Linked DNA regions of Mus musculus: regions 1 and 2 are each linked to region 3. Evidence: chromatin contacts called from public promoter capture Hi-C data. All regions are on one chromosome and are shown on one strand. The core of a region is the stretch at or near the end of the contact, and the rest is flanking DNA. Distances in the headings are between cores, read along the strand shown. Region 1 holds the start of Ifitm1 (interferon induced transmembrane protein 1). Region 2 holds the start of Ifitm6 (interferon induced transmembrane protein 6). Region 3 holds the start of B230206H07Rik (RIKEN cDNA B230206H07 gene).

What was found. Promoter capture Hi-C pulls out the DNA fragments that hold promoters and counts their contacts. Capture Hi-C pulls out chosen DNA fragments and counts their contacts.
Region 1: a contact with region 3 is called in a promoter capture Hi-C map of embryonic stem cells, with 2.5 times the contacts expected there. The contact joins the promoter of Ifitm1 here to the promoter of B230206H07Rik in region 3. A contact is called at or near these places in 1 of 39 promoter capture datasets (embryonic stem cells), 5 of 484 Hi-C or Micro-C datasets (the Ba/F3 cell line, CD8 T cells, embryonic stem cells and 1 more), 5 of 115 datasets of contacts at active chromatin or transcription factors (embryonic stem cells and large pre-B cells) and 2 of 9 other capture datasets (adipose tissue and liver).
Region 2: a contact with region 3 is called in a promoter capture Hi-C map of liver, with 2.5 times the contacts expected there. The contact joins the promoter of Ifitm6 here to the promoter of B230206H07Rik in region 3. A contact is called at or near these places in 1 of 484 Hi-C or Micro-C datasets (the N1E-115 cell line), 1 of 115 datasets of contacts at active chromatin or transcription factors (embryonic stem cells) and 1 of 9 other capture datasets (liver).

What each region holds. Positions count from the first base shown.
Region 1 is chr7:140,966,688-140,969,770 of GRCm38.p6, reverse strand. It overlaps Ifitm1 (interferon induced transmembrane protein 1), which reads right to left and starts at 1,695. Exons shown (of 2, transcript NM_001112715.1): 1 at 1,333-1,695; 2 at 1-282. The coding sequence starts at 1,515. The coding sequence ends at 145.
Region 2 is chr7:141,015,368-141,018,499 of GRCm38.p6, reverse strand. Ifitm6 (interferon induced transmembrane protein 6) reads left to right here and starts at 1,608. Exons shown (of 2, transcript NM_001033632.1): 1 at 1,608-1,800; 2 at 2,341-2,688. The coding sequence starts at 1,642. The coding sequence ends at 2,496.
Region 3 is chr7:141,363,489-141,366,426 of GRCm38.p6, reverse strand. It overlaps B230206H07Rik (RIKEN cDNA B230206H07 gene), which reads left to right and starts at 1,317. Exons shown (of 2, transcript NR_033532.1): 1 at 1,317-1,392.

The sequences.
Region 1 (3,083 bases), core at 446-2,945, 400 kb after region 3:
TGAGTGTCACATTTGCATATGTATGGGGCAAATGGTCAGGACTAAGTCTAGGGTTTGGGGCAGCGATAGACAAGGAAACACATAGCAAGCCTGGGAGGCCCCAGAATCTGTTATCTACTGTGAGATGTTGCAAGACATCTCACATCATCTAATGGCACAGACAACGATGACGACGATGGCCGTGAGGATGGTGAAGAACAGGGAGCTGATGTTCAGGCACTTGGCGGTGGAGGCGAAGGCCTGGGCCCCAGTCGTATCACCCACCATCTTCCTGTCCCTAGACTGGAAGAGACCAGATGGTCAGTGGCACTGGAGCTGGCCAATGGAAAGACAAGTACTGACTCAGCTCCCCATCACCTTCCTAGCCCACTGTGCTCCTCTTAATCTTTAGGCCAGGGACCTTCTTCCACTTTACCACACTCACGACTACCCAGAAACACCCAGCACTAGCCTCTTACTCTACTGTTTCCTGTTAGTTCCTAGTGAACTTTCCATCCAGCCAGGAGTGTTAATCTTCAGGGTTAAGGAACCTTCCAGGGGGCTGGAGAGAGGGTTCAGCGGTTAAGAGCACTGACTGCTCTTCCAAGAGGTCCTCTCACACAGGAGATAAGGGATGTCGGTCTCGAGGCTCTAAAGTTAGGGGTTTATATAGGAAAGGAGTGGGGGTAGGGGGAGGATTGGCACAGTTACACACAAATGGGCAATTTAAACATCAGAGAGCTGTATGTGATAGTAACTCTAAAGGGAGGGTGTTTATCTTGGTCGGCAGGACATCTGGCTAAGCCCAAACCATATCAGCAGGTGGCCCATTACTCATCAGAGCTTGTCCTGGAGATTGTCCTTGCGTGCCTTTCTTGTCTCAATGGCTAGTTGGTACCTAGGATGACTTTACAGCCTTTGTTCTTTGCTCTAAGCCCAAAAAGCCCTCCTAACTAGCAAGCCGCAAGAGTCAAGGACCTTGAATAAACTTTCTGGCTAGGGCTTTGAAGTCTTGAATTTAGCTTTCTTTCTTTCAAGTTCAAATCTCAGCAACCACATGGTGGCTCACAACTATCTATGAGATCTGATGCCTTCTTCTGGTGTGTCTGAAGACAGTTACAGTGTACTTATAATAAATAAATAAATCTTTTTTAAAAGGGGGGGGCATTCCAAGAATCAGGAAGTAAGGAGACTTCCTTCAAACTTTAGGCTATGATGGAGATACCTTGACCCACGGATCCCCAGGCACCTCCTGGGATTCCCTCCACACATACACACAAACATACACATACACACACACACACACAACCCAGGTACCACCTGGGTAAGTCAAGGTTGAGGCCCATACAATACCTTCACGGAGTAGGCATAGGCTACGAAGCCCAGGCAGCAGAAGTTCATGAAGAGTGTATTGAACAGGGACCAGACCACATGGTCAGGCGTGGAGATCTCAGGCATGTTGATTGTGGTGGCTGTCGCAGAAGTTGAGATGTGGGGTGACCCCAGTACAACCACCTCTTGCTGCTCCTTAGGCATCTCTCGGCTTTTGAAGCTGCAGAGTGAGAATAAGGAAGGAATGAGAAGGCTTTTCAAACTGGGCAGTCCGGAGCCTGCTGCGCAGTGGGCCGGCCTTTTTCCTCCAGTGGGGTCTGTTTCTCAGAAACCTACTTCCTTATGTTTACAATTTGGTGTGCTTTTTAGGGGCTGCGGAGTTAAGGGCAAATAGTGGTTTCAAGTTACCATTAGGGTGTGGGCAGGGAGAGCCACTCCCACCCCTTTTCAAGCTGTCCTAATCCCCAGAGGCTGGGGTTTGAAGCTGTGAGGCAGCTCACCCCCTCCACTGGGAAGGAGAGGTGACTGCAGTGTTCCCCAGTGCATAGGTTACAGTAAGCAGAAGGGAACAACGCGGTCGCTCCGAGTTTGCTTTGAGGAGGGATGATGTTTTGCACATTCTTTAGCTCCCTTTGTTGTGACTGAGAACAGGAGCACACAACTTGTCATAGACTCTAACATCCACCCTCTGTACAGACAGGGCCGAGAGCTCAGGATTCTACATTTTTAGTTTATTTGCTTTTGCCTTAGTAAGAGACTCATTCTAGAAGCTGAAGCTGAGAGAAAAACAAAGGTCTATAAAACAGAAATTCCCCAGAGATAACTCTACCCCAAATCCTGACCCCCCCGAACTGCTGTGTGTCCTAAGAAGGGGATTTATTAGAATAACTTACAGGTGTGGTCGAGGAGCCCTAAAATGACTGTCTCCTGATGGAAAGGCCTAGGATCCAGGCGTTGTCCACAAGACTAAAGTCAGCTGTGTCAATGTGGTGCTAGAGTCCCAGGGAGATTCTACAGAGGTCCGTTGGGACCCTGAGGAAGTAGGTTCTAATATCTCTGGAACAGGAGAGAGAAACTGAGCAGCAAGAGGGTAAGCAGGCAAAACCATCCTTCTTCCATGACCTTTTATGTGGGGTGCCACCAGAAGGTGTGGCCCACATTTAGGGTGGCTTTTCTGACCTCAAATAATCCAACCAGGAAAAACAAAAAAGCAAAGCAAAGCAAAAACAAAAAAGCGCCCTACTCTCTCAGGTGTGCCCAGGTGTGCCCAGATGCTTGTGTTACAGTTGATTTTAGATGAAGTCAAGTTGCTAAGCAACATTAGCCATCACAGCATATGAATATACTGGCATTATCAAGACTGACCCATGGTCTGAAGTCCTCACTGTGTGCTCCATGCCATCCCTTTGCCCCCTTAACGTACTTAAAAACCAGGAAGCCTCAGAGCTGTGCCTCTCCTTCATCCTCCCAAAACTCCCCGCCTCTTCCCTTTTTCTTCTGTAGAAAAAGCCCCTAATAAAAACCTCGCCTGGGGGGCTGGCGAGATGGCTCAGAGGGTAAGAGCACTGACTGCTCTTCCGAAGGCCCTGAGTTCAAATCCCAGCAACCACATGGTGGCTTACAAACATCTGTAATGAGATCTGATGCCCTCTTCTGGTGTGTCTGAAGACAGCTACAGTGTACTTACATATAATAAGTAAATCTTTAAAACAACAAAACAACAACAAACCCAAAACCTTGTCAGGGAATTTGCTTTGTCTACTTCTAGATCT
Region 2 (3,132 bases), core at 359-2,858, 350 kb after region 3:
GCAAGCAGGTAAGCAATCAAGCCATGACCCCACGCACTTCTCTGCTCTTGACTGCAGATGTGCTATGACTAACTGAGTTCCTGCCTTAACGGGAATGATATGTGGTAACTTGGAGTTATAAGCAAATAAACTCCTTTCTCTCTAAATTGTTTATTGTCGGGCTATTTGTCATAGCAGCAGAACTGGAACCAGAACACCAAGTCTTCGAAAGTCAGTCCATGCTTTATACTCCATGCGCCCGATGGGTACAACTTACCACATGCCAACACCCTTGGTCACACAATTACCTTAAGGAAGATCCAGCACAGCAGTTTTTTTTTTTTTTTTTTTAGATTTATTTTATTTCTATGACTACACTGTAGCTGTCTTCAGACACACCAGAAGAGGGCAAAGGATCCCATTACAAATGGTTGTGAGCCACCATGTGGTTGCTGGGAATTGAACTCAGGACCTCTGGAAGAGCAGTCAGTGCTCTTAATCACTGAGTCATCTCTCCAGCCCCAAGCACAGCAGCTTGAAGGAACCCAAAAGTCCAGGCTGCTAGGACAAGACATTCTATCCTTGGTGGCCTGGCCATGCTGAGATCTACTGGTCCTGGGGCTTCTGAGAACACAGTAAGAGCAGGTAGCCTAGCATCTGTGGTGTGAGGAGAGGGCCGGGGCCTGGGGGTGGGGACTGTTCCAGGAACATAATTTCTGTCATTCAGAGGAAACTGAAGAGCACATTCATAACTTGCTTTATCTCTTTCCGATCCTGTTTTGCCATCTTTCCGGCAGGGTGTACTGAGGCAAGAAAAAGAGATTGCAGTGTCAGAAAGGTCTCGGCCAACCAGGTGTTGCGAATTTCGTGGCCTCACTGGGTGTGGTCCAGACATATCCATCTTCCCCCAAACTCCAAGTCTTTTAGTAAAAGGATAAAGGTTGAGAAGGGAAAGTGGAATCACATGAATAAGTTAGTTAGCACTGCAAAGGCGCTGCCAAGTGTCTGAAATAAATAGTGCAGTCTCCCAGCCTGTGAGCAGAGCCCTGGCCTGAAAGGCACCGTACTGACCATCCATTGGTCCTGGCTCAACAGGGATGGCAGTGATTTGTAGCTTTCTCTGGCCCTGGTCTGAAGCAAGTCAGCCAGTAAGTGGACATGGGTTTCTGCAGAGAAGGCTCCTATCTTGAGGACTGACCTTCGGCACCCTGGAGATGGGATGGTAGAAGGCTTCAGGTTCCTGACTGGGGAAATAGCTGCTGTAGCTATTGGCCTGGGCTGGGGAGGTAGAGGACTAAGTCCTGAACTGGGATCTGGTATAGGAGGGTCTCCCGATTTTTGCCCTTCTTGAACCCTATCCTAGTGTGATTACCATTCAGTAATCTGTTTTCACTTCCCACTTCCCAGACAGTTCATTGGTTTACAAACAGGAACAGAAATTTTGGAGAAAGTAGAACTTTGAAGAGGCCACTGAGGAGGTGGTGGAGGCGGGGGCGGAGGTGGGGTGGGGAGGGTGTGTGGGGTATGAAGCAATCTTATGTAACCCCTCCCCATGCATGTGGATCTTACACCACAATGGTTCTATAAAAGTGCCTGTGACTCCACCACCCATATGAACTTCCTTGAAACAAGAGCTTCCTTGCTTCCTTTAAGCACAAAAACATGGTTAAGAGGGATCCTGACTCAGCTCCAGTGCCATCCACTGTGGTTTGCATCAACAGTGATGTTATCCAGCCGGATCACATTACCTGGTCTACATTTAACACAGTGTTCATGAATGGCTGCTGCCTGGGTTTCATTGCCTACATCTACTCGGTGAAGGTGAGTGTTGTAGAAGGTATGTATGTGGTTGTGGCTCCTCCTGCCCAGAGGACACCTGGGTCATGTACAGCTTTGTGTTTGTGTATGTGTGACACACCTTGGTGTCCTGAATGTACTTATGTGTTTGTATGTATAGACTGTGTAAGTAGCATATAGAATGTATATGTGGGTTGTATGTAGGAGACTCTCCTATGTAAGCAAAAGGAGAGAATGCCCAGGGATTCTGGGGTGAGACTGTCTCCACTCTAGTTTAGAGGGATTCATTCTGCTTACTGCTTAGTTTCTGGAATGCCCCTTCACCCTGCAGACTGGGGCACCAGGCTGGGTGCAAGTGAGACTTACAAAAAATGGTGCCCCATGGTGAGCTGAGCATACAGTTCTTGGGTCTGCTGAATGGTCTGAGTGTGTGAAAGGGAGAGGGGTCCCTGATATTAGGAAGGAGACTGCACTGAGCGGGAAGGACAATGGGGAAACTGAGGCAAAGCATCTGGCTCTTGATGACTTGCTCCAAGGCCACACTGATCTTTTCATCTCTTTCAGTCCAGGGACCGGAAGATGGTGGGCGACATGACTGGGGCCCAATCCCATGCTTCAACCGCCAAGATTCTGAACATCCTTGCTCTGGTCATCTCCCTCATCTTCTACATCATGCTTATCGTTTTATACAGCTTTAACTTACTAGGTAACCAAAGATAATAGAACCACTAGTTAGGTACTAACTAGTTAGTTAGCTAATTATTAATTAACTAAACTAGTACCGAATTTAGTATCTTTAGTACCTATTAGATACTAAGGGTGGGACTCCATGCACTGTCAAAGTCAATGGACTACTAAATTCTTCCATGCACTGTCTTCGTGAAGAAAGCATTCATGTGCTCTGCCCCTCAGAGTTGCCCCTTATCCTGGCCAGAGGCCCTAACCTGTCACTCTACCCTCCTGTAAATGTTTATCCTCATGCATATGTTCACAGTGGATTCAATAAAGTGCACGTGGTAGCGATTGTGGTGAGACTTCCTATCCCCTGACTGCTCCCTACTGAGCTTACTCAGAGTTTCCCTGGCTTTCTCCTTGTTGAAGAGGTAGGGGTGTGGATGGGGTGGGTGTGGATGGGTGTATAGTGCAGGGCATCCACAGATAAGTAGGATTCTGGCCTCAGGATGGAGACAGCAGCTGACAAGCATCCTGAATAGTGTTCTCTTTTACCTAGCAGTCCCAGGCAGGCAGTAACTAAGCATTGCTTACCTCCGGCTCCATGTCCCTAGAGTACAGGAAGGGTGCAGAGGCATGTACTAGTGAGTTTTCAGTCCAGGGATAGAGGACCAGCCCAGGGTC
Region 3 (2,938 bases), core at 68-2,567:
CACACATACACACCACTGTTGCACTCAAAGCAGGAAGATGAGGTTTCAAATGCCTTATTTGGGAAGTTACAGAAAGATTTTTGTATATTATATTATTTAATTTTAAGGCAGTTGTGAGCTGCCGCAAGGGTGCTGGAAACTGAACCCGGCTTCTTTAGAGGAGAGACCAGTTCTCTTAACCACTGAACCATCTCTCTGACCCCTCAGAAAGTTCTTGCTCAGGACCTGTAGGTGGAAAGCCTAGCAGGGCTCTCTGAGTTTTGAAACTCACCTTAGGGATGCTGAGTCCTAACCAAGTATCCAAAGATCCTCCTTGAACTCGACCCCGTGCTTCTCCCTGTTCCCCTGCTACTCGCCTGTACCTCAAACCCTGAAGAAAGTTCTTAAGCAGCTGTGCCCCTAATACCATCCACAGTGAGGTGTGCACTTAAGACCACTCAGTGTGCAATGTGTCTCTTGACAGCACTTTGGGGAGTGGTGATCAACAAAAGAAGTTTTGGTTGTTCTTTGGGGCAGGGTAGCACTATAAGCCTGCTCTGGCCTCAAACTCATGGTAATCCTCCTGCTTCAGCATTCCAAACGATAACATGACAGGCACGAATCACCATGCCTGGCAAGCGACTCTTAGGCTTTGTATGCTCAGAGCTGTATAGCTTGGCCATCACTCCTCTCTGCTCCATGCCCCATAGCAGCACACACACATTGTCTCTTTGAACTCAAATTCACGTCTTCTTGTTTGAGCACAAGTTATTTGGCTACAGATCTTCTCCATGCTTTCTCTCTGACACTTGACAGTTTTGCCTGTCATGTTGCATTCAATACTCCCAGGGGAACATTCAGGGCCAGGGTAGATCCTTTCTGCTTCTCCACACAAAAAGCATTTTCTCGGCATTCACCCATGTCCAGGGTCCCTTCATGGGATTTGCACAGAGATTTAGCCACTTTGGCTAAGCATCACTGTCCCCAGGTTAAGTGTGCATCTTGTGCTGGGTCACCCAGGTAGAAGGGACATCTCAGCTTCTCTGTCATTCCTCCAATTACCTTGAGAAGTCAACTATTTTATATCTTTTTCTAAGAAAGACGGGAAAGCCTCTTCTGAGTGGTATAGGAAGCCCTGTGTTTGAATGGCCTGCTGTGGGTGGTCAGGAGGTTGGCAGATCACAAAGACATGCTTGTCCCCAGACAGAGATGGGCCTTGTTCATGGAAATATTTGTTGGTGGTGGAGCTAGGCACAGAGCAGTAGTCACAGCAGTCCCACACACGAAGAGCTTATTGGCTAAGTAGCTTAGAAACCAACTCTAGGTTTGGGGGTTTTAAGTTCATTCTTCGTTCTTGTCCAGGGCAAATCTACCCAACCTATGGACAGACCCTCTTCAGCTGGGTTCCCACAGGTAGGGCAAACCTTTCCCATTCCTGCTGACTTGCTGGGTAGGGATCAGGGAGAGTTGTATTATAATTAGGAAAGTTGCACTTGAACCCCAGCCTAGGTGACCTGGGTTCTTTGTGTCTCATTCTTTAGTCTAGACCAGAGTGAGGTCACCCAATGCTAGAGATAGTGCTTGCTGCATGGTTCTTGTTTGTTATCTCTCATTTGCAGGCCCCGGATAGTGACATCCAAAGAGGGAAGAGTAAGTAGTTAGGGAAGGTCCCAAGCTAACTCGCCCTGGGGCTGTAACACTTCCATCTCTTCACTAGGTGCCTGTGATGGGTGGTCCTCTGCTATTCTCTTTGAAAGGTTCTGAGGGTTCAGGACTTAGCTCTGTTGGCAGAATGTTTCCCCTCTATCCCCAGCAACACATTAAACTGGGTGCCTGCCTAGAAGCCTTCGAGGCCATCCATCAGCCACATCAAAAGTATGAGGCGTGTGCTATGTGAGATTGTGCCTCACAGAATTAATAAGGAAAGCTGTCTCAGCCTTTAGGGATGGTTATTGCTGCAGAGGACCAGGGTTGGGGTTCCAGGACCCACAACTATCTATAACTCCAGTTCCAGAGAATCTGTCTGGCCTTTGTGGGCACGGCACACATGTGGTGTATATGGTGTACATACATGTAGGACATGTACAGGCAAACATTCATACACATAAAGTAAAAGCAAGAAAATCTAAAAAATATTTAAAAGTAAAGATTTTTGACAGTTTTTTTCTTGTTTGTTTGTTTGTTTGTTTGTTTGTTTTTGTTTTTTTTAACTCTGTAACCCTGGCTGGACTGGAACTTGCTGTGTCGACCTACTTCTAATTCACATAGATCTCCCTCCTGCCTCTGCTTTCTGCTTTCTGTAATTAAATGTGTATGTTACCACACCCAGCTCTCTACTTTTTAAAAAGGACCTAGAGGTGGTAGAAGGCCCTTGAGAGAAGAAGGGACAACTTCCAAGAACTCAGAGGCCTGAGCCAGTTGTTCAGCTGGGGCCCCAAGCACATGGGAGTGAGGAGTCCAGAGCTCCTGGGCAGGGGAGGCTGCTTGGTCTGGAGCCGCCTCAGCTCTGTGGAAGCCACAGTAAGTGTAGGCAGATGGGGAAGGGCTAGGAGGGTTAGATGAAGCAGATACAGGTTCTGGAGACTCCCTAAGGGTGGCGCCAACCATCTTGGAGAGAAGACTGCTGGAAAGACTGGGTCCTGTAGGGCTTGTCTGAGCTGAGGGGCTGGAGCCTCTGAGACCTGAGGCCAAGTCTGGGTAGGTGGTGGATTAGTTGAGGGGCACAGTCTCTTCACCTCAGTCTCGGCACAGTACGTTGAGGATTCAGGTGATCCTTGTCAGGATTTGACTCACTAGCAATTTGGAATGCAGGACAGTCCTCACACCAGATACAAGGTATCTAACAGTCACCCAAAGATGTATAAGGAGCTACCAGCAGATGGCACCAAAGGCTTGCATCAAAGGAAAGTCTCTGGCCAGTCAGGCAGATACCTGGGTCTCTCTCCAACTTGTCAGTGAG